Linked DNA regions of Lactuca sativa: region 2 is linked to region 1. The links are chromatin contacts, called in public Hi-C maps. All regions are on one chromosome and are shown on one strand. The core of a region is the stretch at or near the end of the contact, and the rest is flanking DNA. Distances in the headings are between cores, read along the strand shown.

The links. Hi-C and Micro-C count contacts between places; a contact is called where the count stands out from the background.
Region 2: a Hi-C map of leaf shows a contact between it and region 1, with 10 times the contacts expected there. The contact joins the promoter of LOC111908342 here to the promoter of LOC111908344 in region 1. A contact is called at or near these places in 2 of 4 Hi-C or Micro-C datasets (both in leaf).

The regions. Positions count from the first base shown.
Region 1 is chr8:94,774,385-94,778,635 of Lsat_Salinas_v11, forward strand. LOC111908344 reads left to right here and starts at 2,937. Exons shown (of 5, transcript XM_023904166.3): 1 at 2,937-3,610. The coding sequence starts at 3,294.
Region 2 is chr8:94,974,711-94,979,410 of Lsat_Salinas_v11, forward strand. It overlaps LOC111908342, which reads right to left and starts at 1,765. Exons shown (of 3, transcript XM_023904164.3): 1 at 1,374-1,765; 2 at 999-1,022; 3 at 442-921. The coding sequence starts at 1,569. The coding sequence ends at 620.

The DNA.
Region 1 (4,251 bases), core at 1,687-4,186:
GTGCACTCTGATGCGTAGGTTAGTGAGGCTTATCAAAGTGAATAAAATGTGGAGTGTGAGAGTGAATGATTGCATACCTTATACATGACACCAATGTAGGTATTTATAGTGTGGATATGATGGTGGTGGTCATATCCACAATTTGTTGTACATTGTAAGGCTGCCTTTAGGCCAAACATTTGTAAGGGAGTGAGACACGATTGTTACTTCTAAGCTTTCTGGTTGTATGAAGGATTTAGTGGACACATTAACTGGCTTGATATTTGTCTTCTAATGGCGTTGTCCCATGGTCGGGGCTAGGTTGATGCCTAAATATGTCTTAGATTTCGTCATACTCCTGAGTGTGGAACACGAGTAGTAGACTGAGGGGGCCAGAACCAAAACTTAAAAACAGAAGCGTATAAAACTATTTTAATTTGATTCAAAGATATGACATCAAAATTTTAACAAAATAATTAACATGAAATGTTCTTGCACCGCTTATCAAAGTGTAACTCGTCAATCCTTTGTGTTTTTAAAGTCTTGGACAATTTCCTCTAAACTAATCTTTTCGGAAAATCTCTTTCAAAGTACAAAACTAACGAGTCATTCAAAAACTCAGTAATAGGAACACTAGATGTAAAGATGTAAGCAAGTCAAATTACTCAATGTCAACTCGTTAATATGATAACTTGAGGTCGAGTTAATAAGCATAATTCGAGCTCTAGCCTAAATTTTAATCAATGACCTGAATTAGATTTAGATTGATGTTTATATAAATAAAATAAAATACTATATATTATTATTGAATTTTAATCAAACATTTTTTTCATTGAATTTGGATAGATATACCAATTATGCTCAACTTTAAAATCATCAGTTGAATTTTGACGCTCAACTTTAAAAGCAATCGAATTTTGACCATTATTATTATTATGTATATATACTAAACAAAAAAAATCAAGATGAAAAGTAAATATTTTGTTGATATTAGTTTTTCTTTTCCTGTGGGATATATAAGGCCAACAACAATTTTCTACAAGAAATCGATTTGTTAAAATGAGATGTCCATTTAACCAATCCTTAATAATATTTACATTTGCATGGAAAATAACAAACCACGAAATGAGATAGAAAAGAATGAAAGTATGGTAAAAACTAAAAAAATAGAAGGTGGAAAGTGATGAGATCCATTTTGCTTAAATGAAATAAATAAATAATTTCCTAACTTCAAAAAACGATGGTGCTTACTGTTGCAAATTGAAGTTTTCAAATAATATATTGATACTTTATAATATGAATATGGTGCATGGCCCCCCTTGGCTTCCATTGATTTCCGCCAGTGCTCCTGACACTTGTGTTCAGAGTCCATATCTAAAGGAGGTATCCTTGTTAAGCCAAATTTTTTAACAACTTTAGTTAGTTATCATCTTAAGTGAAATGCTCTCCTATTTGCCCTACTAATCTACTTTCTCGTCCCACAATTTTGAAAGATCATTTATATGAAAATGTTGGTTTAATTTAGTGTTTTGTTAATTATTATGTCTTGACTTATTTCAAAAGACTTGTAAATAAATAAGTAACTTATTCATACATTTTTGCTTTATCGGTAACAACATAAAAATATATAAGTAAGATCTCAAATTATATTATACGCAAATATTATAATTTATCATATTTTAAATGGAATGTCAAGGTGGTGTTCGTATTTTTTTTTTTAATATAAATAAGTAAATAACTTTAAAGTAAAATAATATTATGTAACATTATAATTTGAAAAATTAAATATCCTGACAGTAGTCAACTATGGGAGTATTCGGTAGAGAGGTAAAAACCAAATTTGGAGGAGGAAGAATCAAATGTGGAATGTTCTTCTGACTCTGACAACTTGGTCAAACCTACTTCTATCGTGCCTGCAGATCTTGTTTGACTCCTTTTCCCAATAATTACCAAGAAATAAAACATTTTAAAAATAAATATATGTAATAATATTTATTTATTTTATCAAATTGTGTAACTGATAACTACGTTTCACTTTATTAAACATGACACATGTAAAATATTGCATATATTATATTTATGATCATAATATAAATAATTACATATTCTATGTAAGCATTATATTCACATAAATTAAGAAAAATAAAACGTTTATACATACAAAAAAATATTTAGCTCTAAAATTTATTATATTTTTTTTTGAATATCGAAGGTATAATTTATGGAAATGAGGAAATATTATATTTTTCAGTGTTTAACCCAATGACTCTCCCCTGTCTTCGATGATAACAAGGTACCAACTTACTATAGTGCTTTGTTGAAAGACCAAATTGGCCTCCACTTCTCAATATGCCTTTTTTTTTTTTTTTTTTTTTTTTTTTTTTTATCACTTTAAAGTCATCTTTCCTTTCCTAAAGTATAATTCTCTCATAATTCACTTACACTAGAATAATATACGACCCTAAAGAAGTAAATTGTCACAATCATTGTATAAATCCAATCCGATATTTGCTTTATACAATAAAAGTTTTAATATCATCATCAGATTTTTTTCAATTTTTATAATGATATTACCCCAGTTTAGATTTGAACTTAATGATTGTTTATTTAAAGATTTTTCATATATTTTCAATTTTCTGTAACAAAGTTTCTTTTTAGACATCTTTGTTTAAAAAATCTTTAGTATAATATATAGTAAAAAAGGTAAACCATTATTAAATATAAATAAACAACAACCACTCTATTTATAAATAAAAAACCTTTTTATTTTACAAAAGAAATAAATATTATTACGTAAACAAGTATTCAATCTTGTAGATTGCTTCAATTATTGTTTTGTAGTTGATAAATTAATAGAAGAATTGATGAAGGGAAGAACATGGATAGAGTTTGGGGGTAAAGTTGACATTTCAAATAATACATCGAAAGGGATACCATTTATAAATGAACAAGTGTCTACAGTACATAAAAATATTGAGATCATCACCATCACACCCTTTGCTATTATCTATTCATCATCATCATCATATCAACAACATCATTTCTTCATTCATCTTTCCTTCTCTTCTTTTGCTTCTCATTATCTTTTTTTCATCTTCTACTCGCTCAGATCGGATCATTTATCTTCCTTTCCACGCCACTCAAACACAAAATCGAACACCCCCCATTCGAAAATTTGAAGTAAAAGTATTCAAAAATTTCAAACCCAGATTGAAAATCCCGTTCTATCTTACAACGAATTACAGAAATCGAAAAAGGGGTTTCTGTATCTTGGGGAAATTAATGATATTTATGAGGTGGGGTTTTGTTGTTAAATGGGAAATGTAACCTCAAACATAGCTGCAAAATTTGCATTTTTCCCACCAGAACCACCATCGTATGATGTTTTTAGAGACGAAGAAGATACACCAAATGGCGATAAAAGATACTGTATTACAGGTATAACAGCTGATAAAAACGTCGACGTTCATTTGCTTGATACAAAGGTCGGAAACAAAATCGTTGCTACCTTCTGGAAACACCCTTTTGGTAAATTCACCCTTCTCTACTCTCATGGCAACGCTGCTGATTTGGGGCAGATGCAAGAACTATTTATCGAACTCAGAGCTCACCTCAGACTCAATATCATGAGGTATCTTTATCTTTTCCCAATTCCTGTTTCATTACATCTTTTCATTGCTTCTATTATTGGGGTTTTAAGTGATTCTGTTGAAATGGGTGTTCATGATCTCTATGCTTCTTTTCATATTTGGTTGATCTCATTTTCTCATGTGTTTCAATCGAAGAATCTTTGTGCACATACACCCACTTTACTTTACACTACTGTAGCTTGATTAAATTTAAACTTGTGGATCGAATATAAGTGTTTTTGTTGAATCTTAGATGTGTTTCGATGTTGGTCTTACAGTATTTGGGTGTTTGTTTGATCAAAAGTAAAAGAATTTGGTTCTTGGTGTTTTGACTTTTGAGCTCATTGATAGTGCAATAATGTGTTCTGATTTGAACTGTTTTCATGGATATGATCACTCTAAGCAAACCTAACAAACTCTTTAAAGCTAAATGAACTTGATAGAAGTAAAAGTAAAAGTAAAACATGGTGTCAATTTCGTGAAAAGATCCGGATTTAGTTTGATTTGAATAGTTATACGAATTGTTTCTCTCTTATTAGTAGCGGGTCAATTGGAAGACAAAGCTAACATGATTGTGGGTGCTAAAAAAGGAATGGAAGAAGACGAGTGGGACCAATAACATGTGTTTTTCTTATCATCTTAA
Region 2 (4,700 bases), core at 515-3,014, 200 kb after region 1:
TAACAGAAGAACTGGAAATGAGTTAATATATACCTGATTTACTTTATGTTCAATGATTGTTAAAAAGAATAACTTTTTTTACGGATAATAGAACTGGAAATGAGTCAACATGTACCTAATTTATTTTATGTTCGGTGATTGCTAAAAAGAATAACTTTTTTGTACAGATAATAGAAAAACCAAAAATGAGTCGATATGTACCTGATTTACTTTATGTTCACTGATTGCTAAAAAGAATTAACATTTTTTACAGATAATAGAAGAATCGGAAATGAGTCAATATGTACATGATTTACTTTATGTTCACTGATTGCTAAAAAGAATAAATTTTTTTATGGATAATAAAAGAACCCGAAATGTGTTAATATGTACCTTATTTACTTTATGTTTGATGATTGCTAAAAGAATAACTTTTTTTACAGATAACAGAAGAACTGGAGATGAGTCAAACCATATTAGAATAAACTCAAATTTGATACACTACTTGAAAAGAGTCTTCTTGATGCAAGATAAAGCATAGCTAAAATAATATTAATAAAACCTACGCCTATAATCAGTAATACAACACAAACTAAAATGCATAAATAGGAAACAAGAATAAAAGATTTTAGTAACACAATTATTCTCCTTCCCAACCAAGTTCTCTAGCTCGTCTTTCCCATAAAGAAGTGATCTTTTTTTCTTGTCTCATGAGAGCCTCAGCTTGTTCTCTTGCTTGTTCGCATGTTTCAGTTGCAGTGTTGCATTTTTCAGCCTCTTTTTGATATTGGGAAGCAACCCTTCTTGCTTCACCAAATGTAATGTTCATATGGCGAATGTGTTCTTCACCTACTGCTTTCTGTAGTTTAAGCTCTTCTGATAGCAAATCCACAAATTGTTTCCCCATTTCTTCTTTGAGATCTGGATCATCCTTCCCACAATCTGGTTTTTGGAAAGAATCATTAGATTATACTACAAAAAGGTAATCAAAGATGAAGAATGAGTTGATGAGAGCTCACCTGTAACAGAAAGATTGACCAAGCCTGCAAAAAGAAATGTAGATATACCATTTTTAGTATAATTTGATCTTAAATAATCAAGAATTATGAGTATTTTGAAGTACCAAAGGTCCAAAACCTAGATCTTTCTCAATTAGAAATCAAATTATGGATTAGCTAATTTCGCACAACATCAAAAACTTATTAGAAACCCCAGATCAAATACGCCCAATTAATGAGGAAAATGAAAGTGAGGCATGGATAGAAGAAATAGCGAGCAGAAATAGGGCTTAATCATCAAATTCTATTGAAATTTAAAATTCTGGATAAACCCAAATCATATAGGGTGAAAAAACTAATAATCAGATCGAAAACAAGAAAAAAGGGTTTGATTACCAGGAGCAAGCTTGAGAAGGGAGAGAGGAGGAGGGCAATCACAGACGCATGGAGTACAATGGATCGAAGAACCAGGTTTCAAATTAAAACCCCTTTTGAGCTTCCAATAAAGAGCTGGCCCAGATACACACAATGCTGAAATCACAGCCAAAATTACCAAACAACACCGGAAACAGGACCCAGATCTCCTTGTCATCTCTCGTCCCCTCGCGATTCGGTTATCTCTCAGTGTGTGGAAGCTGTATGTGATCTCATGGAGTAAAGCTCTTTTATTGAAGAGTTTATTGGGAATCTATCGTGTGAGTATTTATGATGAAGATAGGGATTTTGCACTTCCCGACCAGCTCTCTTTAAGGATTTATTATTCATCAATTTTCGTACGCGATAACGGCATTTTGCCCTTTTCAAGTTTCAACCCTAATGCTAAAATTATATAAGAAATAAAAATTTTATCACATTGAATTTTTGGACTAATCACAAAAATCCAGGAAAAGGTTGTGTATAGGATTGTATATATTTCAAATAGTAATCACAAAATAGTCACATATTTAAAGAATATGGATTTCATAAAGTGAAAAAACTACTTCAATTCGTAGAAGAATTTTTCAGAAAATATTGAGTTTATAACTTTTTGCGAGACACTTAATTTCCGTCATACATCTTTTATATGATACCTAGTGATTCTTGACTTTTTAAGATAACTTTAAATTTCTTGAGGTATAGGTGTGTGCATTAGTGAGCATATTTTACATCTAAAAGTGAGATTTAAATACTTGGGGTCTATGATCCATAAGAAATAGAATGTGGACTTACACACCGTATAAAGATACTATGGCTAAAGTGGAGGGCGTTGATGAAAGTTTTGTGTGACATAAAAGGGGAATTTTATAAAGTGGCGATTAGGCCAACTTTGTTGTATGTGTCTAGATTTGTTGTATGAGTGTGAATGTTGGCCAATTAAAAGGAACATGAGAGGAAGATGGAGGTTGCATAAATATGTATGGTGAGGCGACCATGTGGAAGAACATTGTTGTATCGGATTCCTAACACGGTAATTAGAAATTCGTTGGGAGTGGCATCGGTCATAGAGAAATTAAGGAAATATATATTACGATGGTTTGGACATGTTCATAGAAGACAAACGTCGGAGGTTATAAGGAGAGTTTTGACGATCACAATCGAAGGTGTGAGGAGGAGAGTTTGCCCGATGATAAAGTGGGAAGACAATGGGATACTGGACTTGAAGAGGTTAGCTCTTACTGAGGACATGACCTTAGATAGGAAAAAATGAAGGCTTAAACAAACTCCAATGGAACACTAAAACAAAACTTTAAAAGCATAAAAAGGGATTATTTCATTCCAACCAACCTCTAAAGATCACCATTTTAGGGTGTGGGATAGCTTCATACACCAAATATGAAGGCTAAAACACATAGCCACTAAAAATCACCATTTTAGTATGTAGTTGGATTGGAAACATCATTTTTGTGTGTAAACATCACCATTTTAATGTTTTGCCATTGAAGTTGGTCTTGAAATTAGGGTGATTGAGTCGTAGTGAACTATTTTAGGGAATAATTTCCTTTTATTTGTTGTTGCTTGCTTATCAATTTTCATCCACTTACTCATGCTTCCTACTACTTTCAACAAGTGTTAGTATTGTATGTCATTTGCTTGCTTTAGTGTTTACTTCCAATACTTGTTTATCGATTCATGTTGTACCAATTGACCCTTCCCCTATCTAATTACAGACTTATCTCGTTTATCAATATATTTGTAGGTACACATCTTTGCTTTTTTTGTTCATTGCGGACTTATGTTTAAAATTCAAGGATCTTATATGTAGGGATCTTTTCAGCTGGGACAAACTACAATATTTCTTGATTTCTTTATTTTACATTATATTCTATCCTCTTTTTGTATTTTTATACTTCTTATATCCCCATTACCCCATTGGTATGGGTATAGGGTAGTGTTGTGGTTTAACAAATGTGGAAAGTTTGTACATAGAATCACTTCATGGACTGAGTTCTCATAATTTCTTTCAATAGTGATGTTCTAACATCTCTTAGTACCGTTCAACAATTCGTTCTTTCAATCAAAATGTGAGTTTCGTTACATGATTGTACCTTCAAGTTTGTGTAAACCATCGTACTTTCGACAACACCTCTAGTCCAACTTTCACCATTGTACCTTCGACAACACCTCTAGTCCAAATTTCACTATCGGTGCCAAGTTCTGTGATAGATCTATCTAATTTTTGTATAGTTTTATGTACTACATTTCTTGTGAGATTCTATTACCGATGCCAAGTTTTGTGACAGAACAAACTTTCACTCTCAGTGCCAAGTTTTGTGATAAATTCATCTAATTTTTTGTATGGTTTTCCATTGTCCATTTCATGTGAGATCTAATTATTGTGGTAATGTTGAATGTGAGAACGGAGAAATCAAGCAAGATAAATCTATTTCAATTTTTATTATTCAAGTTAGGCGTAAGATGCAGTACCAAAATTTGTTTGTTTGATTTACTGAATAGCAAGGGTTGAAAAGGAAAGCTGAAGCTCACCCTACATTTTAAATATAATAAGAAATTTAATTCCTAACTTATTAGGAATGATGATATTTTAGAATTTTAATATTTTTCTTGTCTGTAAAGATGAAGATTTTAGGGTTTATTTTGGAACGATGCAAATTCTGAATGAAAGATATTTAAGTCTAATAATATAGGCTTCGTTGCCAAATGAATTCCATCACACAATTCCTCAATGAGAATGATGAAGGTTTGTGGATTTAAATTGATGTTAACTATTAGTTATTTACCATATCGTTGGTTTCAAATCTATATAGTATGTCTGTATTATTATGAAGTAACTATTATTTACTATCCATTATACTTAACACGAAATACTGACATGTGCATGATATACAATTTACTTGATTAAATAAAGTTACATCCAAAATCATGCATAATGAATAATACAAAGTAACAACGACTAATATGAATTGGAAAATGACTTTAGTGTTTGGTCAAGTCTAATATCAATGAAGATAGTGGCAAGATTAGACTACCGAGATGGTTGGTAAGTTGGTTATACCTTGGAGCTTTTGAACACATATCATTCTCACAATAGTGCTAGCAAGTGAATGATTGAGTGGTAGGGTCACATCGTATTCAACAACACCTAAAAGCACCCTAAAAAAGATCGAAAATCATCATTGGATCATTAGGGATGATGGATGATTTACTTGTGGCATCAAAGTTCTTAGAAATTATAACACGAAGTAGAGTTACAACTTTTCTTAGTTGTAGCTCCGATCATTCCCT